5 separate regions of the Mus musculus genome follow, and all the other regions are linked to region 2. A link is a contact called in public ChIA-PET, Hi-C, HiChIP or PLAC-seq and promoter capture Hi-C data. All regions are on one chromosome and are shown on one strand. Each heading gives the region's core, a stretch centred on a gene start, on an enhancer-like site or on the middle of the called end of the contact. The rest is flanking DNA. Distances are from core to core; before and after follow the strand shown. Region 1 has its middle 71 kb from the start of Ehd3. Region 2 holds the start of Ypel5 (yippee like 5). Region 3 holds the start of Pcare (photoreceptor cilium actin regulator). Region 4 has its middle 36 kb from the start of Ehd3. Region 5 overlaps Xdh (xanthine dehydrogenase).

Region 1 (5,226 bases), core at 1,242-3,741, 1.0 Mb after region 2:
GCCTATCCCCGAGTGCTGTGTGGGAGTGGATGGGATGGAATATATATGCAGCCTGGGGCATGGAATCAGTATATTACCCACCCACCACCACTCCACCTCATGCCTTGATTATGTTTCTTATGCCCTTCTATTCTTCCTCAAGATCCCTTCAATCCTCTCTAACCCTGACTATTAAATAGTCTTCATACCTGCCTACCTATAAGAGATCATCACTTCCTTTTAAGTTGCACAACTAAAAGATCAAACCAAAAATATCCCCAATACAGACAGCCAATTCACTCTGTCTAGACCCTGATTCTGTCTCTTCCTGTCTCCCTGGGAACCAACCTAAGCCATTTCCTCACTCAGAACAGGCAGAGGCAAACTTCAGCTGTGGGCTTGTTCTTGGACTAGCCTGTGCCTGCATACCTGGCCCCATTCTCCTTAGATAGCTTCTACCTGTGAACTCCCTGCATTAGCATCCCCACCAATGTTCCATAAAATACAGATTCTCTGGCCCCTGTAGACTCATTGGATCAAAATCTCTGTAACAGGACCCTGGAGCAGTGCTTTGAACCATAAGTTCCAGTAATTCACTTGCTCTCATCGAAGCTTCCCAGACTATATGTAGCCCCACGGAACACTATCAAGATTCCTTTAATAAACTACTGATCCTCTCTTAATTTTCATTAAAAGATCATTTTCAAAATAACTCTCTAGTGAAATATCAAGTTTATTTGGTTATTCAGAATTCACAAGCTCACATGATGGTATATATAGCCTTATCTCAAATATCCTCCAGAGGGTTGACCCTGAAAGTATGGCATTATGGGAAAACAGTGGAATCTTTTAAGGGGAGGAGCCTAGTTGAAGAGAGTTGATCTTTATCCTGGAAGGATAAGTTGAGATCCTGGTGATAAGTCTTCCTCTACCTCATGTCCCCAAAACATACAGATACTTTGTGGCCACAGGCCCAAATCAACTAGGTACTGAAATTTAGAGCCAAAATTAACCCTTCACCTTTTAAGTTAAGAATCTCAGTTATTTTGTCCCAACAATGGACACTGACAACATTCCACATGAGGAATTTAGCCAGGTTTTCAGGGGACCTGAGGCTATTGCTAGAAGAGAAGGAAGCCATGCAGTGAACATTCTGTGAACATTCGTGGAGGCCTGCGTCTATGAGATTCACTACAAATCCTCATTTATATCACCCTGGACCCTCATTCCTTCACATTGCTGCTCTTCTCCGTGGGTTCTGATAATCTACAGCCAGTTCTTCACTATGGATTCGCAGTGCAGATTTAAAGCTTAAACACTAATAAGTACGTAGACTTGAAGAGGGACAGCTTACTTCTTGTCTTAGTTAGGGCCTCTATTGCTGTGATGAAACATCATGACCAAAAGCAAGTTGGAGGAGTGTGATAGTTTTCAGATGCTCAGCCCAGGGAGTAGTTGGATTAGAAGGTATGGCCCTGTTAGAGTAGGTGTGTCACTGTAGGTGTGGGTTATAAGACTCTCATTCTAGATTCCTGGAAGTCAGTATTCTGCTAGCAGCCTTCGGATGTAGATGTAGAACTCTTAGCTCCTCCTGCACCATGCCTGCCTGGATGCTGCCATGCTCCTGCCTTGGTGATAATGGAATGAACCACTGAATCTGTAAGCCAGCCCCAATTAAACATTGTCCTCTATAAGACTTGCCTTGGTCATGGTGTCTGTTCACAGCAGTAAACCCCTCACTAAGATAAGGGGGAAAGGAATACACTTCTTTACCATAGTCCATCACTGAAGGAAGTGGGGACAAGAACTCAAGCAGGGCAGAAACATCAAGGCAGGAGCTGAAGCAGAAGCCATGAAGGAGTGCTGCTTGCTGAAAGGCGGGAGCTTCAGAGATACAGAGGCCACAGGGGCTGGGGCTGGGGTGCTGCTTACTGGCTTGCTCCTTATGGCTTACTCAGCCTGCTTTCTTATAGAACCCAGGATCACCAGTCCAAGGATAACACCCATCACCATGGACTAGACCTTCCCATGTCAATCACTAATTAAGAAAATGCCTAAAGGCTTGCCTACCACCTGATCTTACGGAGGCGTTTTTTTCTCAGTTGTGGTTTCCTCTTTTCCAGTAACTAGCTTCTATCAAGGTTACATAAAACTAGCCAGCACACTGCTCAAATACAAATAATACCAAAGCTAGAGGAAATGAGTGTGTACACAATCATTCCAAATTGGGCTCAATAGTCAGAGCTCATTAAAGGAATCAGCCCATTTTCCACGGGGAAATACGGAATGGAGGAAGTAGATAAAGATGTTTAAGTGGCCCTGAGTCAGGTTCTGAGTATAGTTATTGTCACTTCTTTCTTTTATTGCCCTGGGGAGAAAGAAACAAAAGCACCTCCCGTTGTATCATAGGCCAAACCTCTTCCTTCAGGATAGCCAGCTCCTCTACCCTGTCCTGTCTCTCAGAGGGTTCTATCAACTCCACCCTCAGGCGCCACACTGGACAAGCACAGCCCACAGAGCTGGTTGAGGTTTCCCTGGTCCTCAGAAATAAGCAGTTAGTAGCCTCCATAGCCCCTATCTCCTTTCCCTTCTTGCCAGAGGGGGCGGTTGACTCACTGCCTCCCCCCTGGGGAAACCACAGAGCGCAGTGGCCGCCAACCACTGGTGGTAAAGCTCCCGGAAAGTTCCTGCAGGTCCCAAATAGCTGCCATGTGTGGACTCCCCGTCTCTTATTGGGTACCACAGTGGGCTTTAACTCATGGGATCCTAACCCAGACGTGTCTCAGGCCTGTGGTGGGGATTCACGCAGATGAGGATGCTGAGGAGAGGAACAGTGTGGTGTTCATCCATCCCCATCACCGCACACCTGAGCTGAGCCTGCTTCACCTGAGCTGAGCCTGCTTCCAGGATGGCTCACTGTACCAACCCCATCCGCGTAGGTGCTGGACCTCTGAGTATCCCAACCTGGGCCTGTGGGTGCCTCTGCTTTACTCCATTTGTATTAACGTGCACAAACACGGCGAGTTCTTAACAGTTTGCAAGGTCTTGACTTGCAAGCCTACACAAAATGGCCTACATTTTTAAACGTGAAGGTTTACTCACATGTAGCAGAATGTGTGGCTGCCTCGTGACTTCTGGTAGAGGCCAAACCTGTAACCCAACCAGCATGCAGAATGTTTCCATCAACCCCCTGTCTCCTTCCTATTCACTCCCCACCCGCCAAAGGAGAGCCCTGAGGAAGAGATGCCGTTCTCAGGGGGGTTCTAGTTTGTTCATGAAGCTGGATGAAGGGAACAGAGGCAGGAACCGGGATCGAGTGGATGCAGGAGAGATACTGTGTCCACCTCCTCTACAACATGGAAGCAAAATAAAACCCCAAAACTCAAAACAATTTATTCGGCTAGTCTGAAGATCAAAACCATATCCTTGCATATGCTAAACAAGTGCTTCACCACCGAGCCACACCCCCAGCGACACGCCTCCATCCCAAAGGAAACTTCCAGAGAAGTTTCCAACAGCTTCTGGAGATGTCTCCCTGGTCACTCCTTTCACCAGCTCAGCAGCCTGTCACTCTCACACCTTGGGCCACCCCCAACCTGATCCCACTGCGGTCAATATCTGGTACAACGATGCCGCTTCCTCCAAGGAGCCCTCCCACAATGCCACAGCCTCAGCACCTCTCCTTTCCTTTGTATGCCAAGGGCCCCACCTAAAGCCTTCAGGAGCCACTGAGTTAAGAACAGAACATGGTGGTTCTACCAAAAGCCCTCTTCTCTGTGAAGGCACGGGGCAATACACTTCCCAGCTATGATTACATCCAGACACCTCTCCCACATTCCTGCTGAGTGTCTGATAACATCCTGCCTCACAGGTCTATAAAAAAAAACAAAAACAAAAAACAAAAAAAAACAACCAACTTTGTTATGTTTACCTCAGTCCTGTTGATGATGTTAAAACAACTTGGGAGCAAGTCAAATGTCAACACTGGGAGAGTTCATTCAATAAACTATGGTTCAATCTATACAAATGGAAAATTACATACCCATTAAAAATAACATCAAGGAAGCATATAAATAGGCACAGAAAGCTGGGGAGACATACTGCCAGGTTTTAAAGGCATCTCGCAAAACATCCAAGTGTGAACAGGTTTCCTCATTGAGAATCGACATTGCCGGACATCATCTTATTCATATGATAGGCTGTGGCTTTGTGTGATTCATGAACACTATGAAATGAAAGTTATCTACGGACAGTAAAAGTGTAAGGGAAGAGCACACACAAGGGTTATGAAGTGTTATGACAGCAATTCCCAGGCAGAACTGACCCCAGTATCCATTTAGCCGGTGGTTGCCCATGTCCCCTTCAGAAGGTCTTTCTCTGTTCAAGAGCTTGCAGGCTCATTGTTTGGAGGCATTGACTGGTTTGTATCTAGAGGACAGGTGGTGGCTTTCTTTGTGCTCCAGGGATTTATTTCTTGTCCCCTGCTCCTTTCCCAAAGAGCCATTCCTCATGCCTCAGCAGGTGTACTCCACCCATTCATAGCAGGCAGGTCAAAGGCTTCTCGGAGACATGTGGGCCCTAGTCCTCTGGATCTGGGCAAGTAGATTTACACAGTGTCACCAAAGTGGCTTTGCAAACGTTATTAAGGTGACTGGCCTTGAGCCTCTTGGGTCCAGTCACATGAGCACAGAACTTTGTCTCTCTGGGGTCAAGAAAGATTCAGCAGAAGTGGTCAGGGAAGCATAATTGAGGCTGTCTCCCATTGTTAGAGGGGCACAGGCAAAGCATGAGGATTCTGAAGGCTCCTAGCAGAAGACTGGCTTCCAGGCAGCTAGGACAAGGGTAGTAAAAGACATGCCCACAGTGACACACCTACTCCAACGAGGCCACACCTCCCTAGACCAAGCATATACAAACCATCACAGGAGGCCAACATCTATATAGCAAACTGGGCATGCCTTGCACATCTGAAACCTCAACTCCAAGTAGTATGTGGGGAACAGGAGGGATCACTGGGACTTGCTGGCTTCCAGCCTAGCTGTAAAAACACGAGCTCCAGATTCTGGGGGAGATGGCTGTCTCAACGGAAAAGATGCAGAGTGATGGAGTTGCATCCAATAGCCTTGTCATAGTAAGTGGTCCTGTATCATTGAAGCTATGCCAATGGGCTCCCCTGCCCTCATATTGCAGCTCGAATGTTGGTATTTGTTCCACCGCATCCTTCAGCCACATGCCCTGCCAGAGGCC
Region 2 (4,947 bases), core at 2,007-4,506:
CAGGAGACAGAACCAACAGATAACTTAGAAGCCCATTTGCCTCGTATCCAGAGGCCATGGATTTGATCCTCGGGGTTACAAAACAAAGCAAAAACCATACATTATAAAAAAAATACCCAATACTAAGTCATTTCCTAATATCAGGTTACCTTTGTTCATGTTTTGATTAAGATAAAGGGAACTTCATCATTATTTCAACAGAAATTAGCCTCTCTGACTCCAGTTTATTTGCTTGGAGACTGGGTCTCAGACTAGCCCAGAACTCAGCTTCAAGCTCAGGTGCACAGGCTATGCTACCACATCTGGCAGCAATTCTTTTTTATTTTTTCTGTTTTGTTTTGTTTTGTTTTGTTTTGTTTTGTTTTGTTTTGAGACAGGCTTTCTCTGTCTGTGTAGCCCTGGCTTGTCTTGGAACTTGCTTTGTAGACCAGGCTGGTCTTGAACTCAGAGATCTGCCTGCCTCTGCCTCCCGAGTGCTGGGATTAACAGCATGCACTACAACCACCCAACTAGCTAACTCCAATTTCTGAGGGTCAAAAAACCAACTTTGTTTAGCTTGGTAATGTACAATTGTAGCATTATTAATCCTTTTTTTTAAAAATTGGCTTTTTTGGTGAATTTCACATCATGTACCCCAAACCCACTCCCCTCCCCCTCCCCTCGGACCCCCTACTCCCAAACAGAGGAAAACAAAGCAATATTGTTGTGGAAACAGTAGTGTGAGTGACACATACACACCTCTGGCCACCTTTTAAAGTCTGGACTAGTGGAGTAGCTTAATTTCAAACAAAGCTTCCTATAATTTTTATTTAACAGATACCAACAGTTCAGCTTATCTGCAGCAACTTAAGGAGTTAAAGGAGGTGGTGGTGCCAGTAGGAAGCAAGAACAGGGCAGGGTTGGATTATAGCCCACTAGACATAAGAAAGTGGTGACAGGCAAGGCCTAAAGAAACGTCTCTGCTGTTGAAAGGCGATACAGGCTCCATTTAGGACAGGCTGAGTTTCAAGATCTAGAGAGTTCTCTGTATCCATCCAATGTCCCTCTGACATTGGAAAAGAACAGAGATTACCATCTGAGACTGATTGAAGTGCCCGAGTCTATAATTTGTGGATAAAAATACATTTGGCACTAAAGAATGATCAGAGATGGAGAGGTGGCTCAGAGGTTAAGAATACTTGATGCTCTCACAGAGGACAGGAGTTCCAAGATCACTAACATCCATGTTGAATGGCTTGAAACTGCCTGCAACTCTAGCTCCAGATGATAGGACAACCTTCCCAGCCTCCTCCAGCACTCAGAGCAACATGTACATATGAAGACACACACACACACACACACACTAAAATTAAAAATGACTGATTGTGGCTAAATTAAAAAAGAAGAAGAAGAAAACTAGAAGAAGTACACTGTGTCCCCACCCTTCCCCATTTTGAAATTGTCAGCAGAGAACTGAAGTCTTCGGAAAGCATGCTAGGGTTGGTGGCACAAATCTGTAAGCCAGCTATTCGGGAGCAGCAGCAGGACAGTGGAAAACTGGAGACAAACATGGGCATTAAAGGTGGAATGTGTCTCAATCTAGTATTCAGAAAGAGGGAGGGCGATGGAACTGAGTGGTGGAGTACTGCCTAAAATGTATGAGACTGGCCTTGTTTCCAAATTCTGGGGGGAAATGAGGCACTGTACTTTCTTTCCTGGAATACATGTGTACCTTGATTTAAGACAGTGTCAGTCACTGTAGCAATTCCTGATGCTCTTGCCTCGGCTTTCCAGAGTGTCATGACAATAGCTATAGACCAGTGTACACAGCTCTAAGTTTAACAGTCTTGTATTAAATAAAAATAAAGGGATTATAAGAATCTCCCAATATACCCCAAAATGCTTTTTTTCCTCCAGCAAAATTCTCTTTAATCTAAACATAGTCTTTTATCTTTGATGGTCAGAGTAGCTTTTTGTTTTGTTTTGTTTTCTCGAGACACTATGTAGCTTTGGTTGTCCTGAAACTCACTCTAGACTAAAGGCATGTTCTACAAAACCAGGCCACAGTAACTCTTTATTTTATAAATGAATGAAAAGTACTGAAGGATTTAGGGTTAAGTATCAGGGTTTTGTCAGAACACATATTCTATGCTACAAATTTCAAGTGCTAGTATATATATATGTGTATAATTTATATATTTTATGTTTATTTAATACATGAAATATTTTGAGGTATTTCTGTCATCTTTATGGACAGCCAACAGAGATTTAATTACCTGGGAAAGCCAACGGAATGGCAAAAATTTTCCAACTTATCTTAAACATGGTGAGGGAGGGCTAAGGGGACAGCTGTCTTTTTCAACAAGACAGTTGATCTCCACATAAAAGACTTAAGTTTTTGAGAATTACTTCAACGGTCAAGAGAAAACTTGGGCCGGGCGTGGTGGCACACGCCTTTAAGCCCAGCACTTGGGAGGCAGAGGCAGGCGAATTTCTGAGTTCGAGGCCAGCCTGGTCTACAGAGTGAGTTCCAGGCTGTCCAGAAACCCTGTTTCGAAAAACAAAGAGATAGAGACAGAAACAGAGAGAGGGAAGAGAAGAGAAAACTTGGAAAGTTTGTAAATAGAACCAAGCACGCTGAAAAAAACCTTGTTTACAATGAATTCCTATATACCGAGACACAAAGAGTTCGGGATTTGTTTAAGGCAATTCGTGTAAGCCAAGAGAAAGTGGCCTGATGGGATGGTAAAACGGGCATTTCAACCTAGGTAGCCCTTTAACCTCAATACCAGCGTTGACTAGAAAACAGCCTCTTGTTTTCGCTTCTTCTAGGCTTCCTTGGCTATCAGGAAGCTATGGCCTCAGCCGCCAGCAGGTGACGCCGATGACGGGCAATGAGTCCCAGCTGCCGCAATTACCAAGGCTGAGGCGTCTCCTTTAAGAAGCTGACTCACGTGGATGCTGTGTTGTGTGCGCTCAGCTGGGAGTGGGGGGCGGGTCCTCACTCTCACTACATTGGCCGCCTCGGCCGAGGAGGCAGACTTAGCCTCCTTGATTGGCCGTAAGGATGCAAGGTGTCGAATTAGAGGCGGGGCGAGCGGCGAGGAGTCCGCCCATCCGCTGCGGCTTCGGGGTGGGGTGGGCGGCGGAGTGTAAGCGGGCAAGGGTGGGGGGAGGGCGAGCCCGAGAAGGGGCGGGGCCCGGCGGAAGGGGCAGAGTGCCAGGGAGAGGGGCGGAGCCTAGAAATGAAGGGCGCTGCGGGCCAACCGGGAGAGCCGCCTGAAGGGAGGGCGGGGCCACGCCCGGTGATTGACGCCGAGGCCCGACCGAGGAGAGGCGGGGCCAAGGCCTGACTAAACCTGAAGACTTGGGAGGCCGAGGTGGGCTTCGACCCAGCTGAGGAGCGAAGAGCTGCTGGCAGCGCCGATTCCCAGCACGCCGGTGAGTACGGCGGTGGGCGCCGGGATCGGAGTCGGCTGGGGCTCGAAGCCCTTGGGCCGGCGGCTTCGAAGCCTTCGGGGAGCGGCCCGGGGCGGGGGCCCAGGCAGGAAGTGCCTCTTCCCCTTCTCCACTCGTCCAGGGTCCTGGCCGGGCCACCAGGGCAATTCTCAGGACTGTGGGGCCGTGGGGCCGCGGGGCCGGGCCGGGCGGTCCTTCTTTGTGAGGCTGTGGCGCGGCGGCCGCCGCCGACCCGCCCCCGCCGCGCAGCGGAGCGCTCCGCGAGCCCACAACAGCCGCGACCCCCTTAGCGACCCGCGGCCCCCGCCCGCCCGCCGCCCTCGGCGCCTGTCGCCTGGGCCGCCGGTCCGCAGACAGCTCTCTCCGTGACACCCCCACTTCCTAGGCCGCCCCGCCCCCACAGCCGCCGTCCCCGCCGCAGCGTCGGGGGCGCGCCCGGGCTCCGATTCGGGGCCGGCCCGCGGGCCCGCGCTCCAGGGCCGCGCTCGCACCCCGCCCGCCCCGCCGCTCCGGAGGCTCGACTCGTGCTCGGGTGTCTGGGCTGTGGGCCGTGCCCGCCTCGTCGGTGCTAGCCCCTATCACGCTGCCCTCTGGACCCTGGGCGTGGGGAACACTGCCCGGTAGCCTGCGGGTGCCGAGCGCCCGGTCGCCCGCGCCTGCCCAGCTGTTCCGCCTGTGTTTGTTGTGCCGAGGAGGCCCCGCCGCCGCCGCCGCGCGCTCCGCCTTGCGCCGGGCGATTGGCTGGAGGGAGTCACGTGGGCGCGATCAGCTGGGCCGGCTGCGGGCGGTCGGCTTGGCGCAGACCCCGGTGCTGCTCGGGGAGCGGACCGGGAGGCTCTTTCCTGCTGGCTGCGGTGGGCACGCTCCTGCACACCCCGTTACTCCACGCTGCTGTGCAGGTTGGTAGGAAGCCTGAGTGTTGCCAGCGGGAGTGGGAAGCCGCAGTAGTACCCAGGTCTGTTTCATCCGGACGCCAGACTGATCTCCTTTTGGAGTGACAGGAAGGAAAGGTGTGCGACTCATTTATTTTTTATTTTTAAACTTTTTGTTTCTGTTTCCAGAGCCCTCTTGGAAATCTTGAGGATTTTTATTTCTGGTGGCTTTTGACAGATGGAAAATCTGAAAGTAATTTCAGGCTTGCCTTGCTTTTGGAAAATAACTGAACTTGGCTGGTTCAGGTCAACCGACCTTATCAGATCGGTTTTTTTTTTTTTTTTTTTTTTTTTTTTTTTTTGCATAGCCCCATAGGCGGGATTGCAACTGCATTACAACATAGAAAAAGTCGAAATCTTCTTGGGTGCATATTTGTGCCAGATGTGAAGTGCCTTGATATGGGTTGTTTTACTAAGAATTAATCGCATATGTACCTACAGTTTACTAGGTAAGGAGGAGATTCCAGAGGAGGGGAATTCTCTCTGGACTCCCAATTTAGTGAAAGGTTACAGACCAATGAAATCGAGAAACCGTGCAGGACCAAATATTGGTAAGTTATGAAATGAGTGTTACAGA
Region 3 (5,125 bases), core at 2,016-4,515, 1.1 Mb before region 2:
AGGCTCTGCAGCCTCCTGTCCCCTTGGGATGCCCACTGTGCTCTTTGGGGAGAGGCCTTTCTGACTCGTGGAAGGCTTCTCTCTGGACCCTTTCTGGACGCTTCTGAAGAGTGTGGGTCTCGTGAAAACCTGGCCAGGCTGGGCTCCAACGTCCTGCTTTGCCCAGGTGTAGGGTTGGTGTGGTGCCAGGGAATCGCCTTCTGGTGCTGCTTGGAGAAGCCTGCTATAGTCTCTGCTCGGGCCTGAATCTGAGCCCTGCTCTTTGCCTCTGAGCTTGGGCTAGCTGTTTGCTTAGAGTTCAGGTCCAAGGTCAACTTTCTGGAATCGCCCACAATCCTGGTGCTCCCGGATCTAGTGCTGTGTAGCCTCGGGGAGCTGCCACTGCCTTTGCTGGGGAGCAAGTCCATGGGGCTCATGGAGGCTTTCAGCCTAGGGGAAACCCATGTTCTTTTTGGATGGCTAGCCTCTTGAAGACCTGGTAATAGGGTCTCTTCCAGGGAGCTCCCTGCTGGCTGGCTACATTCTGGACACTCCAGAGCAGCGAAGGATTTGTCCATCAGGACTTCCAGAGGTGGTGGTGGGAGGTTCTCTAGGTCCTCCTCCACGTCACCGCTAATGTCTTCACTCTCAGACACTTCAGCTAGAGGAAGGGAGGGAAAGGGTGCAGAAGGCCTCCAGCCTGCTGCTGGAGAAATCTGGGGCTTAGAATACAGGGGGGCTAGCCCCCTGTAAATAGGAAATCTGGGAGGCATGGCAGGAACCCCCCATTTCCTGAGGCAGGGGCTTGACCCCAAGTTCCTACAGTTCCTCGGCATCCTCAGGCTCTCAGTAGGACTGAACGTCTCAATAAGCGTCTTAACCGATGGTCTGGTGGGACAGGCCCTGATGTCCCGTTCGTTGTCCCTGGGAGCCCTACCGCTCTTCTTGCCACAAAAGATGGCATTTGGCAGCTTTTCAGCCTTCCCCTGGCAGGGCTGCTCACCGTCAAAGCAGGGACTACCTTTTTGAAAGATGCTCTTGTCTTGATTGGGCAAAATGCTGAAGTTTTGGGTCAGAGAGGCCTTGAACTTGCTGATGGCACTACTGGGACTCACCCTGCAGTTGGTGGGGGGCCATAGCACTGATGCCCTGGACGGCAGACATCGTTCCCGGCTCTGCCCCTGCCGTGTGGCACCCAGGGCATAAAATACCTCCAGCCTCCTACTGAGGTCTGTCTGGACCCTCCTCAGTTCCTGGAGGGTGGGGTCTTCCACGTGGCTCTTCAGGCATCCCTCTGATTGCGACCTCCTTTGTCTCTCAGGGCCCCCCCTGCTGCCACTGACTGATCTGGGTCTTGGAGGGACCACTGTTCCCCCTTCCTCCTCCTCAGTCCAGTCCTGGGGTCTGGAAGGCTCGGGGACAAACTTGATCCTTTCGCTGATGGCCTCTTTCATCTTCAGAATCATTTCCTGGGCCTGGGGGTTCCTAAGCTCCTTGGAGTACGGCTGAAAGAGGCTTTCCCGCGTGTCAGGTGAGGACCGTGGTCTTGAAGGTAGGGCTTTCTGTGGCTCAGGGTGCAGGTCGGTGCTGCTAAGTTCATCTTCTTCCTCTGGGCTGCAGTCTTCCTCTTCACTCAGGGATGGAGCATCCGTCAACCCAGAGCTTCGAGAAAGTGGTGTCCGCACAGGAATCTCAGCCCCCAGAGAGTCCCACGGAAGGCTTTCGGCAGCCTCTGAAGGCCCGGAGGTGACTGCTTCTGCGCCTGCGCCGGAAGTGCTCGCGCTCCTGGCTTCATCTTGCACTGCGGGTTGAACCTTTGCTATCCTAGGACTCGACAGTGGACAGTCCTGGGGTCTGTCTGAACCTGTCCAGTATGGACCTTCCTGCCAGGCGTGCCCTGAAGGCCTGGCCTCCACTTGGGCTGCAGTCCCTGGCTTCCATTCTCCAAGTTCTGCTGCAAAGTCCCAGCTGGCTTGCTTGCCCAGCTTCTCCACGGAGTGCACAGACTCATTGTCAGCACCGATGCCACTGTCCTCAGAGCATAAGGGTGGACCCAGCAGCCCTGCGTCACCGTGGCTGCTGGTCAGGCTCTCTAGCTGTCCCAGGGCCCTGAGGAGACATTCATCTATACCTCTCTTGGTGCTCAGCTTACCTTCCAGGTGGCCGGCAGTGGATCTGAGACAGCTGCTGGAGCCCTCCAAGAAGCTCCCGGTGAGGGCAGCCACTGTGCCGTGGAGCGCCCGCAGCTTGCTGACTGTGTACTGCAGCAGCTGTTGCAGGAGGTCTGGGTGTTGTTCCCAGGGCTCACCTTTCCTCAGTGGCCACGCCAGATCCCCTCGAACTTCCTGGAGGAGCACATCTCCATCTTTAGAGATTTCGCTCAGAAGCTGGCCGGCTTCCTCGAAGCACAGCAGCAGGAAGTTGAGCATGGGTCGCAGCAGCCCCCAGGTCTGGCTGGCTTGCTGGACGAGGCGCACAATGGCTTCGTATCTGGAAAGGCTGGTGTGCAGGTAGGCATAAGCATGCTGGTGGGCCTTTACCAGGGGCTCAGGGAAATCCACTCTGCCCTTTGACTCAGTAGCCGATTGGCGGCAATGGTCCTGGCTGTCTGGTTGATGGCACACTGACTCTCTGTTCCCCTTGGAGGTCTCCTGGGGAGTGTTCTCCTTACTCTCTTTCCCAGAGAAATCTACTTCCTGTGTCCCGTGGGAGCCTTCTGTCCTGAATGAAATGTCCGTAGCCCTGTGGCCTTGTGGTTTGTTCACCTGGAAGGTTTGGCTTTCTGGAATCAGACCTTCCATAGCTTTTGGGAGCTGACGAACACCTTCAGCCATGGCCTGCAGCTTCTTGGAACTTGACACTGTCTCCTCTACCAGCCTCTCTCCCAGGTGCAACTCGCCACCAGAGTCACAGAAAGTGGAACTTTGAACCAGCAAAGGGATGGGGCATTTGGGGCTGCCCCACTGACATCCTGGCAAAATTGCTTTTGGCTTCTTAAAAAACTGAATGCCACTCTTCGCAACGCTGTTGACGATGACGTTGTGTGATGGCGTGCACCCCATGGTTCCAGCTTGTCGCTGCCAGTCTTCTACCTCCACAGTCTTTGGAGAATCCTTGGAAATGGTGACAGAAAGCTCTCTGACCGGTCCATCTGGACAACTTGAGACTAGACTGGGAGTCCACAGTACAAAGTCCTAGACTTGGAGCCCAGGCCACAATGAAGAGGAAGACATGGCTGTTGCCCTAAGTTTTGATGCTGTTACTGAGTATCCAGACAGTTCCGAGGGGCCCAGTCTCAGGGATTAGGAACCTGTTTTGCTCATGTCCTGACAGATGCGGATGGCAAGCCGTGCTTTAAGCTTATTAGGTTAATCATGCCCCAGCCAGTCAGTACTCGGCGTGTTCCAATATAGAACTTCTCAGCATTTACTATCTTGGGAACCGATTATTCTGGCATGTGCTTGTGCTTTAATTCTGTTCAGATGCCTGCTGTAGGAAACCTAGAGAAACGAGCCATAATTGCAAAAGGCTCGGGAAGACGTTGTGGGAGGGAAACGAGGGCTTGCTGATGGCAGAGCCTGGGAAAGAAGTGACCTTTGTAGTTTAATAAGGGCAAACCAGCTAAGGGGCTCTGGTCTGCTTTCATCAGGAAGATCCAAATGCCGGGCATGGTGATGCATGCCTGACATTCTGGCACTCAGGAGGCTGGGGCAGGAGGATTGCTAGCGTGCTTACCCAGTGAGTTCTAAGCTAGCCTGAGCTACAGAGTGAAACTCTGTCTTAAGGAAACAAAAGCAAAGCAAGACAAAACCAAATGCAGGAATCAACAAGAAATCCAGCGATAGAAAAAGGAGCCAGGAGGAGTCATGTTCTTCCTGGAAGGTAGGGGAAACTTACTGTCATACAAACTAAAGCCTAGCCAGCGAACCCACAGACGCGGGGCCATGGCCTTCTGGGAAAAGGCTTTTTAGTAAACGTCTATCCCGGCAAGCAAATCCTGGGCGGTGAAGAGTTATTTGTTTCCAAGAACATAATTCTAACACAAAACATAGTCTTCCCCCCCCCCCCCCATTTCTTTTTTGAGTGCAGGTCTCACTCCATAGCTCTGCCTGGCCTGGAATTATCTTTGTAGACCTCGCTGGCCTTGAACTCACAGAGATCCCCTGCCTCTGCCTCCTGAGTGCTAGGACTAAAGGCATGCACCACTACTCCTGGCTTTGATTTCTTTTAAACATTCATTATTACTGTTAGGGAAGTCTAGAGAAGGCCTATCCAATATACTGTCTAATATGAAATTGGAAACGTATTTAAAACATTATTATTATTGTTGTTGTTGTTAGCTTGATTGCACAGTTCTCAAGTGTGAGCTTTCTAGATGACACTATCCTGTTGTTATGTCGAAAGGTTCTAGAGAGTAAGGGCTTGGAAAAGGGAGATGTGGGTTGACGTGAGGAAATCATCATCACCATCACCATCACTATCACCATCATCATCACCATCACCATCATGTTTTTTTTTTTTTGGAACTGTGTAACTTATGTTGGCTTTGGGCTCAACACAGTCCTATCTCAGCCTTCTGAGTAGTATTAAAAGTAGGGTCTTGCTATGTACCTAAGGCTAGCCTGAAACCCACAACCCTCCAGCCTCAGCCTCCTGAATGTTGGGATTATAGGAGTGTACTGCCATGCCTGGCAGAGACCATCTTTCAAGTGGAGACAGTGGTATTTGATTCACTGGGTTCTTGTGGGGATTAAGTCCACCAGCGGTCAGGTAACCACTTAACTTAGTCTCTACTCCCCTTACACTCATGCTAGACCACTTGTAACAGTAAAAGTCATCGGAAAAGTCATGATGTATCAAGGCCTAGTCTTTTCTGGAAGTTTCTGGAAATACCAGCCAACAGTGTGTTCCGAGCCTTTGGAATCCACCTTGCTGTTTTTGCTATCTCTATCTGTGTGGAAAGGTCCTGCTTGGTGCCTGTCTGATTCTCTGATCCTTCACTTCCACATCTCTCTGCTCTTAAACATAATGGCTCCATCTATTTGTGCAGGGCTAATAATAAGCACTTCTCATTCTTGTACACCTGGTTTATTGTCAGTTCTGAATTTTTATAATAGGAGAAAAATCACATGGCAATCCCAAGGGT
Region 4 (5,175 bases), core at 2,224-4,723, 1.0 Mb after region 2:
GTTTGAGAGTTTTACTTTAGGCAGCCCCAACCAACTCTGAGTTGCTATCAATGATTGATGCAAAGAACCACGGGACTCATATTCTCTGCAAAGGTATACTTTTTTAAGATGTCTCAAACTCTAGTTTCTCCTTTTCCTAGAAAATCAAGAGTTCTCACTTCTGAAACATGAACAGAGAAAAGGGAAAGCCACTATGAGAGAGACAGAGACAGAGACAGAGACAGAGAGACAGAGAGAGAGAGAGAGCATTCCTGAGGTACAATTCTAGTCTCAGCTTTACAAAAATTAAACATTATTGCACAAGGTACTTCCCTTGTAGTGAAATTTATACTATGACAGTACTGTTCTTAAGCATCTGTCAAAAACACTTTACTGAAGACTGATTTCTTCACACTCATCAGAACAGAACTTGTGATTAATGAGAGATATTTTGTTCTTAACGTAGATTTCTGGAATATAAAGACCAGTGGGTCTTTCTACCTAAATGGGGCAAACAAAGAACACTGGATGTGAACTGGGACACTTTTAGCTGATTTCAAAGTCCAGATGACTGTGGATTAGTGACAAATGCACAGAATACGGTTCTGGTGTGAGTCTGAGGTGCATGGTAGCTCCCATGGTCAGTTCTGTCTTTCCTGGTTCAGAACCATAGCATGTCCATCCGGGAGTTTTCTCAGTTCCTCAATGAAGAGGAGTCACATTTAGTGCCAGAGCAGGGTAGAAGGTTCTGTGTAGCTTGCTGTACAAACAAGCAGCTACAACACATGGCTAACATGTTAACAAGCCATGCAGAGCTTATCCCATAGCCTCAATCTTTGGCCAAAGTCTTGAAAGAATTCTCCTTGGCTACTTTTAAACAAATAGCAATCTGGCTCCCGTGAATCCCAACTGCTCTTTGTGTCAGGGTCACTAGTGGCAGAGTGAGATGGAACTATCCTTTCTGGAATATGCCTCATGAGTCTGCTCATGACTGACACCCATTGTATTATAGAACCCTGAGGACTTGAAAATGGATGGAACTTCGGAAATCATCACTTCCACCCACACTTCTCCTCAGACAGCTGCTAATTACCCATAATCCAGACCAGTGACTCACTAATAATTAGAACACTTTGCCTTTGAGACATACAGATCTGTATCTGAGAAGGAATCAGGGTTCTTTAGCCATCTGCCAAGACCCACAAGCCCTGGTGCACACTACAGGCCTCAGTGGAAACACACTGTCTGTATAAGATCCCTGACTACAAAAAACAGCCCCACAGAGGGAAGAGGCTGACAGTAGAAAAGGTTGTGGGTACACAGGAAGAGGAGTTAAAAGGAAATTCTCTGTGAACCTAAAACTGCTCTTAAAAAAAAAGTTCACTAATTAAAACAAAGAAATTAGAGCCTTTTGTGTATAAGAAGTGTGAGGAATTGTTTCTGCTGTGAGTTGGGCTCCAAGGCCTGATCTGTTAATTACCTGTAATGGATTCATCTGTACAACTGCAGCTCAGTTGATTTCTATACGCCCAGCCCCCTTCTCTGCACCCTGAGCACTCAGCTCCTGCTGAGAGCCTACCTTCTCCCATGGCCCTAAGATCATCATGTCCTAACATTTATCTCCTTCTGTTGTTGGTCTCATTCAATCCCTGTGTGGAAAAAAAACATAACCCAGGACAGCTTATTGTTGAAGCAACAGGAGATAAGTCACAAGGGAGGGGGAAGAGATTTTTTTTTCTTTTGTAGATAAGTTTTTAAATAGCAAACACTTTAACTATCTTCCAACACAAAAATAAAATTTTCCTTGAAGTTCAATGCATTGTATCCCAGTCGTGTATCCAGAACCACGGGTCACTGGGGTTTGTTGTTGTTGTTGTTGCTGCTGCTATTTGCTTATTTGTTTTTTCAAACCAGAAACTTAGAAAAAGAAAAGAAAAAGGCTGTTTTAGAATAGGGAGAAATGACCAGTTTCAGTCCACCCTCTCCTCTGTGAACATTAATTAAACAAGGATTAATTAAAAAGTGAAATAAATCTCCCAGCGTCCTTCCTCTGCCTTCCTGCTGCCTGCCATGGCTTCACACAGAGTTATTCTGTTATGATAGTTCCTGGCCTCACTCCAACTTTGAAAAAATAATATTGATAACACTGCAGTGTCTACAGTGTCTCTCTCTCCCTCTCCCTCTCCCTCTCCCTCTCCCTCTCCCTCTCCCTCTCCCTCTCCCTCTCCCTCTCCCTCTCCCTCTCCCTCTCTCTCTCCCTCTCCCTCTCCCTCTCTCTCTCTCCCTCTCTCTCTCTCTCTCTCTTTCTCTGTTCTATATATGTGTATACATGAATGTGTTCTACATATGTATATGCCTGCGTTTTAGCTTGGGTATTTGTGTGAGTGTACTTTGAACATTCTCGTGGGTATGTTCATTCTTGTGTGCTTATTGATTTCTTTTAGTAATGTATCAGTTTGGGACAGTGCCTGTGAGCAACTTTGAAAAGAATCTCACCAAAAGCTTCCCACCCTGTTTCTAGTGTGTAACCCCAGCTTTGGAGGGGGCCTTGAGAAAAGCATTGAATGACTCGAGGAACCGGAATGCTGTGCTGTTCAAATGTTATTGAATACCTCTTTCTCAAGGTCACAAAGCCCATCACTAGTACAACTGCAACCTGTCACCTGAGCACACTGCTGGGCCCTTCTTTGAGCTGTGTCTGGGACATGCAGGTAATTAAACCCACCACTACCAAGGTTCCAATGAGAATGCAGTGAGGCGATGCCTATAATGGACCCAGAGTGGGAGAACAACACATGCCCTCCTCTCCCTCCCCTCTTTAAGGTGCAAAGGCCTGCCTCTACCTCCTGTCCTCCTAACGTCACCTGTCAACACTCTCCCATAGAAGGCATGTAGGGAATGAACTTCATATGGCTATTACTCTTTTGCTCTTTCAGTCCTATTCTAAAGTGAGCAACCCGTTTTCTGAACTTGGTAGCTCCTCCAAATTTACCACCCAATGGTGTGTGACTGAATCACTTGCTAAGGGTCCCAAGTGTCTTTGCCTGCCAAAGACGTGTAAGCTAGGGAAGTCAGGCTAGTGTCCCCTGTTGCTGATGGTTCCTCCCAACTGCTTAGACTAATCACCAGTGGTCTTCAGCTTGGTGAAGGACAAGCTTGTGCGGATCCAGCGAGTGACAGTGCATAAGGCAGCAGTCGGGGATGCTGCCAGACTCACATGACTGGGTAGCCATTGCTGAGTGCTGGTGAACCTAAGACTGGGCCCTGCAACAGGAACAGTGGCTTGCAACCTTCCCATTCCTAAGCATCTGCTTTCTGACAATGAAGCAGGTGAGTAGAAGGCAAGACTTTGTCTGACGTCGGCAGATCACCTTCAACTTCTTTTCCTAAGTGCTCGTATTCAAACCTTTGAACAATCCTCTAAGGCAAGTACTGTCATTATGTTCGCACAGTGCAACTGAAACCTTGAAGAGACAGACTTAGATGAGATAAGAGAAATAAATTACTTGCCTGAGGTTGTTATCCACTAAGCATATATTTGGCGTTAACAATAGGAAGGCATTTCCTTAGGTATATCTTGTCTTCCCAGCTCTAACAAAGACTTGTCAAAGACACACTGCTACTGCCCTTACCTAGCTATATAAGCTTAAACACACACACACACACACACACACACACACACACACACACACACACACACACAATCACATAAGGAGTAACAAAGGAACGAAGGACTTTTTTCAAAGATCCAAGGGCATAGCCTTTAGGGAAACAATAAAAACTGAAGTATAAGGAATATGATGTTATTTCCTATGCAAAACCAGAAGAAAAAATTACTCTTTATAACTCCTTTCTAAACTTGTGATAGTTGATACTAAAAATAGCTAAGAGATTACGGTTGCTGACCTTGATCGTGTCTGAAACTACCTGTTATCTAACTGTTCATTAGCTGTTGACCGTGGGCTCGATGAGTGCTACACTCTGACCTGTAATTACAATTGGAAGACGAATGAATCTGTGTTGAATGATATAACCTCCATTGCCTATGAGGATTTTCTTATTTCCACATTAAAATACTTCTAATACTTGGTCCACTGGTCCTTACATATTTCCATCAAGGTCATGGTTACTCAAAGATGACCTGTGTGAACAGAAACTTGGTAATTATTTGCTAAAAATTGCAGAATGATGCAAACAAAATCAGGGGAAGGAAAGAGCCTTCCCCCAGTGTGAGACTAGGAACTCTTCCCCCAAGTCATAGATGTGATATTCCCCAAAGCTCCGAGAAGTGGTTTCTTGCTTAAGATAGATCCAAATTTGCCATCACACCTTTGGATGGACATACATCACTCCCTGTAAGGACCATGTGACCTGTTTCAAGTTAACTTAAGTTTGTAATTCAAATGTACTTTCAAAGCTAGTGGAAGCAACTCCTTTCAAAGCTTGTAGACATAAAAAGTTCTTTCGATGAAGCAGTCTCTGCTTAGCAGACTGTATTTTTCTACCCCAACTCTTGAAGGCTTTTTGTGGACATTGATGAAATCATAGGGTGGAGATCTGAGTCTTTAATGGTGTCCCAAATAGGCAGCATAAGAAATGGGACAGCTCACTCTCCAGACCTAATCTGAGAGGAAAGAATGTGATCTTAGAAACCAGTGGTGCTAAATGCAACTGGGCAGTTCCCAACACGGGATATGTGATAGGAAAAGGGTCAGGAGCCATCCGGAAAGCAAGGGGACACAGTGACAACATGGCCCATGACCACAAGTTTAGTGGTCTATATGTTTTTTAAAAATGGGGAAGCAGAAGTGTTTAATAAACAATTAGTAGTCAAGGACATGGTTGAGGCCTAAGGAAGGAAAAGACCTTTGGGATGACCCATTGCCCTTGACTGTTCACGACCTAGGCATGTCTTGAGATGTGGGACTTTCAGTGCTAAAACTCGTACAGTCTCAGGCAAACAGGAATGAGCAAGGCATCCTACTAAATACAAAGAGAACAAGACAGGGACAGAACATGATAAACTACTGGATCCTGGAGGAGGCTGAAAGGTTAACCCAGGCAAGAAAGACAAATTGTTCTACACCACTTTTCATTACACTAAGAATGACTGATGGATTGACAAATTACAGAAACACTCTCAATTGCTCCATTAGCTTGGCTCAGGGACCAGTCTCTACTAGTGCATATTTCATG
Region 5 (4,952 bases), core at 1,169-3,668, 1.1 Mb after region 2:
AACCTGCCACTGTGCGGATGGAGATGTTGTCTCCGTCTCGACACTAGTGATCCAACACCAGGACACAAGCTCATGGGAGGGATTTCATTTCTGGAGTAGTCAATCCTTTGAAATTTACCTCCAGCCTCATTGGGTTCCCACCCTTGTCTGTCCTGCTATGACTTACAGATCTAGAGCATCCACTACACTATGTTGGTCCCCATCCGTTCTCCCATCCCTACTCAGAAGAGTGATATGTGGCACTGCCAGAGCTGAACAAACACAAGAGGGCACTGTTGATAATCTTTGTATCCATAGTACTTGATGCAATGCCTGCCTACAGAGGGCATTCCCCAAGCAGACCAACTGAGTGTGTGTGTGTGTGTGTGTGTGTGTGTGTGTGTGTGTGTGTGTGTTGACTAAAGAGTAGATTAGCCTTTTGTATATTTTCCAAGTGTACTCATATTTTCTACCAGATGCATCTGTCTCAAATTGTGACTCCTCCCTCTCGTCTTCTCCAGCTTGACCTATTCTATGAATCCCATATTTGGGATATTCATAGAAAAATGGTTTTCATTTGGGAAGTTCTTTTCCTACTCATGGTTGAGCTCACGCCTTTTGGCGGATCCCTCTACCACCCCAGTCTTGTTACCATTTTCGTCCTAGAGAGTAGTTTATCTAATCGCTGGGTCAGTGGGCAATGGGGAGGCAGCCAGTTCTTCTGAGCTCAGACCCTACTGCTTAAGCATCAATACCAGTCTCTATTGCCCTTCCCCACTGTGCTTATTCCCAGGTACTCGAATACTCCCCTCCCTTCCCTCCTCTCCCTTCCTTCTATCCCTCCTCTCTTACTCCCTCCCCCTTTGTCCTCTGTGTGTGTGTATATGTGTGTACAAGTGTGTGTGTGTGTGTGTGTGTTACATGTGAGCATCCAATGGTTCCTCACACACTATACTGGTGCCTGGGGCATGTGGCTTCCCTTTCCAGGTTAATCTATGTTTATTTGTTTTCTGCATTGAGAGTTGGATGGATGATCATCAACCTAACTCTTACTCAAAATGAGGTTCCCCAAGTACTATGCTCTGGCCTGCTTAAAAACAATGACATGTTGTGTAGCTGTTGATCTTCAGTTATCAGGGTGGGGATGGGCACATTGCTGGCCTATTTATTCTGTTACCACCCTGATCTCCCATACACCTTACCTGTCCGATATCAATGGCAGGATTCAAGCTGGAACCAACATCCATGACGATATCTGTACGGAGATTCTGTGGATGGAAGATAGTTTGAGAAGAATAGAATACCTGAAATCCCACAGTGTGCTTTGATAACTCCTAGATTGTAAATCCCAATTCAAATACCATGTTCACAAGCACAAAGCCCTAAGCAGGTGGACACAGGGATCCCCACCACATATGGATGGCCATATCAAAGCTGACATTTGAGATCTTAGCAACCGAGTTAAATGCAGATCAGAGCTGATCTCGCCACACATCCACAAATGAGTGGTAAGAGAAGGTCTCCAGGGACTAGGGCTTTGAACCTGAGTCTGGGCAGATCTGCGAGAAATCAGTCAATAAAGTATATTGTGGCTGAATCCAAAGCATGCTTGGTTAATAGAGCCTGTAAGATAATAGCCACATTATTAAATAGCTGAGGGGCTGAGGATATAATTTAGCTGGTTGAGTTCTGGCCTTGTATGCATGAGTCCCTGGGTTTACTCGCCCAAATAAGAAAAAAAATCTAAAAATAAATGACTGAAAAAAATATAGGAAGAAGATACTTGTGGCACAGAAAAAAAAAACTATCTTCAGTTTAAACTTCAGTGGGCGGAAGTAGTCGTTTATGGAGCAGAGTCCCACACCATCCCACACGGCGGCTTTCACCACACCAACAGTCAAATGCTGACGCAGAAACTATGAGGCTCGTGGTTTAAGGTATGTGCTCTGTGGCCTTCATGGAGCAATCCCCTGCCTCTGACGTAAAGCTTATTTCCTAACCAGAGAGCAGGCCTGGGCCAGCCATTCAGATTGCAATCCAACTGTCTTTCTTCTCGTAGGCTAATACGTTGCAAATGTCTTACCTTATGGTCCCCTGTTAAGCAGTCAATTTCTACTTCTGAGCAAGCCACCCCATAACTGAAGTAGTGGAAGGGGTTCCCAGAGTTTGTCTCAAAGCTGTAACCAAGGTTGGGTGTCCTGGAAGAGAAAAGAGAAACGTTTATGTGTTTTAGACAAGCCCACCCCTTTCCATACACATTTTTGCCCCATAAATCTGTAAGCCCTAAAGGTCTTATTTTTCCCCTTAGTCATCCTCCTCCAAAGCCCACACATTTTGAATATTATGAACTTGTCATGAAAATGAGATATTCCAGAGCCTTCTACTTATGTTTAAGTCTTCCAAAGTTGTATGAGTGTTCTGTACAACCTGGCAGCATTTAGCGGAAGCATGCTGCTTTCTGCACTGTAGTGATAACAGAAACAGATATGCTAGGACTCACGGAGGATGTGGAAATCGCTCCCTAAAAGAGTGAGTGAGTGAGCCAATCCAAGGTCCTCAGCACTGCGGCTCTGGGCAGGACAGCATTGTGCTGTTCTCACAAGCTCACCTGATCACTTATTTTCAGGTGAAAGGTCACAAGAGCAGGGTGTCCTACCAACCTGGGTGAAGCCCCAAACAGCCACTCCCCATCTCCTGGCCCCTTCGGAACTTCAACAAGTGACTTGAGGAAAATGTTATTAAGAGATACAAATGTTCTGTTAATGTGTGTTTCTCTTTCAGGGTCTGAGTGCTTTGTCCAATTGCCATAATATACGAACCATATAAACGTGTACTCACATAAAGTATGTCAGCCCTATGTAATTATATATTGTACATACATTCACTATACAATGTATGTTTACTTGAATATATATAACACGTGTACATAATACTTATATACATATAAAATATGCTACATAGAAATAATATGAGCTTACATGACCAGAACTCACCCTTAAACCAAACTAATGCAGGCTGAGGGACAGGACTCAACCCCGGAGAAACTTCACTATCTTTGCCCTCTGACCTCATCTTGTTTATCTAGGTGACTATGGTGGTTTGAATAGGTTTGTCCCTGACTGAGTCTTGTGCTTGAATGCTCAACCGTAGGGAGTGGCACTATTAGGAGGTGTAGCCTTATTGGAGTGTGTGTGTGTGTGTGTGTGTGTAGTACGTGATAACCACATATTCGTTCAAGACATTTTAAAACAAGCTTGAAAAGCTAGCTTTAAGTGAAATTTCCCAGAAACATGGTGATGGCTAGTTTTAATTGTCAGCTTGATACTGTCTGGAGTCATCTGGGCAGAGTCTCACTGAGGGGCCGTTTAGATTGGTCTGGCCTCTGGACATATCTATGAGGGATTTTCTTGGTTTGGTTAATTGGAGTGGGAACAAACCATCCTCAATGTGAGCATCATCATGTCATGGGCTGGGCGCTGGACCGTATGAAAGGGAAGGAGGCGAGCTGAGTGTAAGCAAGCCAGCATGCTTCTTCTCTGCTCCTGATGGTGGATGTGCTGTGACCCAGTCGCTAAGGCTCCTGCTAATGCAGGACCATAACTTAGACTTATGAGCTAAACCCTTTCTCCCATACATCGTTCTCATCAGGGCATTTATTATAGCAATCGGACAGTAACTATAATCGTATCTTTTTATAACTCCAAATGGGAATGGGGGGAGTCTCTAGCTAATCACACAGTGATACAATTTTAAGACTATCAAATACGTATGTTCCCTCCTATGGCTCACTGCACTAACAAAGTTCCACCATACTCTGTATGTTGTAAAGAGACCACAGACTCTAAATCCTCCTGTTCTCCTGAGGGAAAGTCACTATGAAGAAACCCAGTGTTCTGCCCAAGGAAACATGCAGGTTGCCCAGACACATGTCGTGGTGCAGCTCAGTGCCATGTCCTATAGAATGCGGCACAGATTCGCCCTTCTTCTAGGAAACAGCATACTCAAAGGTCTGGAACTGGAGTCTTCTAACACAGCAGTTCCCGTGTTTGTCCCCTCATACTTAGTTGGTAATTGTACATAACGAAGCATCTTTAGACTGAATGAAGTCAGCGTGAGTCCCACTGACATGATAAAGGTTTTAGGGTTGCTGATTTTGTCTGGCCCTGGGCCAACCAGCATTCAGGGCTGTCAGCATGTGAGAGTGGGCAGGATGAGGATCATACTCACTTATAAAATCCAGTAGCAGACAAGCTCACTGCACTAGTGTAGGCATCCATGACCTGAGGAAGACAAGGGGCATCAGGAAGGGACATTTGTGGTAGACCCAGCCCACTACTAAGACATCGTTATTCCCGTATTGCAGATGAGGAAACTAAAGGCTTAGAGAAAACAGTTTTCGACCTAGCATCTATACTAGGCGTACAATAACGTACAATATAATATCTATATTAGTGACTGTGGATGACTAGCCTGTGTCACCTGCTCATAACGAATCCTGGACTACATAGCTGGTAACACTGGACGAAGCTCAAGTTGAGTGAAAGAAAATTATCAACAAGGCTGTTGTGAAGAATGCTCCAATTGCCTGACAAACCTATGCACAAGCCACCAGAATTAAATTAAATGCATATGGTACTTAATGACGTGAATGGAAAGGGAAGTTAAGATCAGACAGGGAGTGGAAAAAGAGTAGACATGACATGGAAGCTTGTTTTCTCTGAATCTGGTGAGATGGGTTGTACTACCATTTAGTTCATGTACAGTCCCATTTTGGTCCCTCTCCTTGGTCCCTCCAGTGTGTGTGTGTGTGTGTGTGTGTGTGTGTGTGTGTGTGTGTGTGTGTGTGTGTTTTGCACTGCTAGAAGTTGAACCTAGGACCTTGCATATGCCCATCCCTTGACTTCTTGAGACAGTGTCTTTCTGCATATCTCAGGCTAGCCTCTAGTTCATGAACTCTCTGTCTCTACATATGA

What was found. Promoter capture Hi-C pulls out the DNA fragments that hold promoters and counts their contacts. Hi-C and Micro-C count contacts between places; a contact is called where the count stands out from the background. ChIA-PET counts read pairs in DNA pulled down with a chosen protein or histone mark. HiChIP or PLAC-seq counts read pairs in DNA pulled down with a chosen protein or histone mark.
Region 1: a contact with region 2 is called in an RNA polymerase II ChIA-PET map of memory CD8 T cells, with 5 times the contacts expected there. The contact joins the enhancer-like site here to the promoter of Ypel5 in region 2. A contact is called at or near these places in 15 of 39 promoter capture datasets (the 3T3-L1 cell line, 3T3-L1-derived adipocytes, the C10 cell line and 10 more), 2 of 484 Hi-C or Micro-C datasets (CD4 T cells and granulocyte-monocyte progenitors), 13 of 115 datasets of contacts at active chromatin or transcription factors (astrocytes, double positive thymocytes, embryonic forebrain and 9 more) and 3 of 9 other capture datasets (adipose tissue, embryonic stem cells and liver).
Region 3: a contact with region 2 is called in a Hi-C map of rod photoreceptor, with 6 times the contacts expected there. The contact joins the promoter of Pcare here to the promoter of Ypel5 in region 2. A contact is called at or near these places in 7 of 39 promoter capture datasets (the 3T3-L1 cell line, the HPC-7 cell line, cranial neural crest and 3 more) and 1 of 484 Hi-C or Micro-C datasets (rod photoreceptor).
Region 4: a contact with region 2 is called in a promoter capture Hi-C map of trophoblast stem cells, with 3 times the contacts expected there. The contact joins the enhancer-like site here to the promoter of Ypel5 in region 2. A contact is called at or near these places in 12 of 39 promoter capture datasets (the 3T3-L1 cell line, 3T3-L1-derived adipocytes, the HPC-7 cell line and 7 more) and 4 of 115 datasets of contacts at active chromatin or transcription factors (the NIH/3T3 cell line, epiblast stem cells, large pre-B cells and 1 more).
Region 5: a contact with region 2 is called in an H3K27ac HiChIP or PLAC-seq map of thymic regulatory T cells, with 6 times the contacts expected there. The contact joins the enhancer-like site here to the promoter of Ypel5 in region 2. A contact is called at or near these places in 17 of 39 promoter capture datasets (the 3T3-L1 cell line, 3T3-L1-derived adipocytes, the C10 cell line and 12 more), 1 of 15 datasets of contacts at CTCF or cohesin (the NIH/3T3 cell line), 16 of 115 datasets of contacts at active chromatin or transcription factors (the SCID.adh cell line, astrocytes, cardiomyocytes and 13 more) and 3 of 9 other capture datasets (adipose tissue, embryonic stem cells and liver).

The regions. Positions count from the first base shown.
Region 1 is chr17:73,873,335-73,878,560 of GRCm38.p6, forward strand. No RefSeq gene overlaps it. Among named protein-coding and RNA genes, the nearest start is that of Ehd3, 71 kb to the left of the region's middle. Within about 2 kb of position 2,492, at least 24 of the 459 cell types and tissues checked have an H3K27ac peak or open chromatin away from gene starts, as enhancers often do. A contact at or near this core is called in memory CD8 T cells, where this site is marked.
Region 2 is chr17:72,833,372-72,838,318 of GRCm38.p6, forward strand. Ypel5 (yippee like 5) reads left to right here and starts at 3,257. Exons shown (of 3, transcript NM_027166.6): 1 at 3,257-3,420.
Region 3 is chr17:71,749,640-71,754,764 of GRCm38.p6, forward strand. Pcare (photoreceptor cilium actin regulator) reads right to left here and starts at 3,266. Exons shown (of 2, transcript NM_146082.4): 1 at 1-3,266. The coding sequence starts at 3,041.
Region 4 is chr17:73,837,983-73,843,157 of GRCm38.p6, forward strand. No RefSeq gene overlaps it. Among named protein-coding and RNA genes, the nearest start is that of Ehd3, 36 kb to the left of the region's middle. Within about 2 kb of position 3,474, at least 2 of the 459 cell types and tissues checked have an H3K27ac peak or open chromatin away from gene starts, as enhancers often do. A contact at or near this core is called in trophoblast stem cells, where this site is marked.
Region 5 is chr17:73,891,538-73,896,489 of GRCm38.p6, forward strand. Xdh (xanthine dehydrogenase) reads right to left here. Exons shown (of 36, transcript NM_011723.3): 31 at 4,207-4,259; 32 at 2,063-2,177; 33 at 1,182-1,247. Among named protein-coding and RNA genes, the nearest start is that of Xdh, 56 kb to the right of the region's middle. Within about 2 kb of position 2,419, at least 77 of the 459 cell types and tissues checked have an H3K27ac peak or open chromatin away from gene starts, as enhancers often do. A contact at or near this core is called in double positive thymocytes, hematopoietic stem and progenitor cells and thymic regulatory T cells, where this site is marked.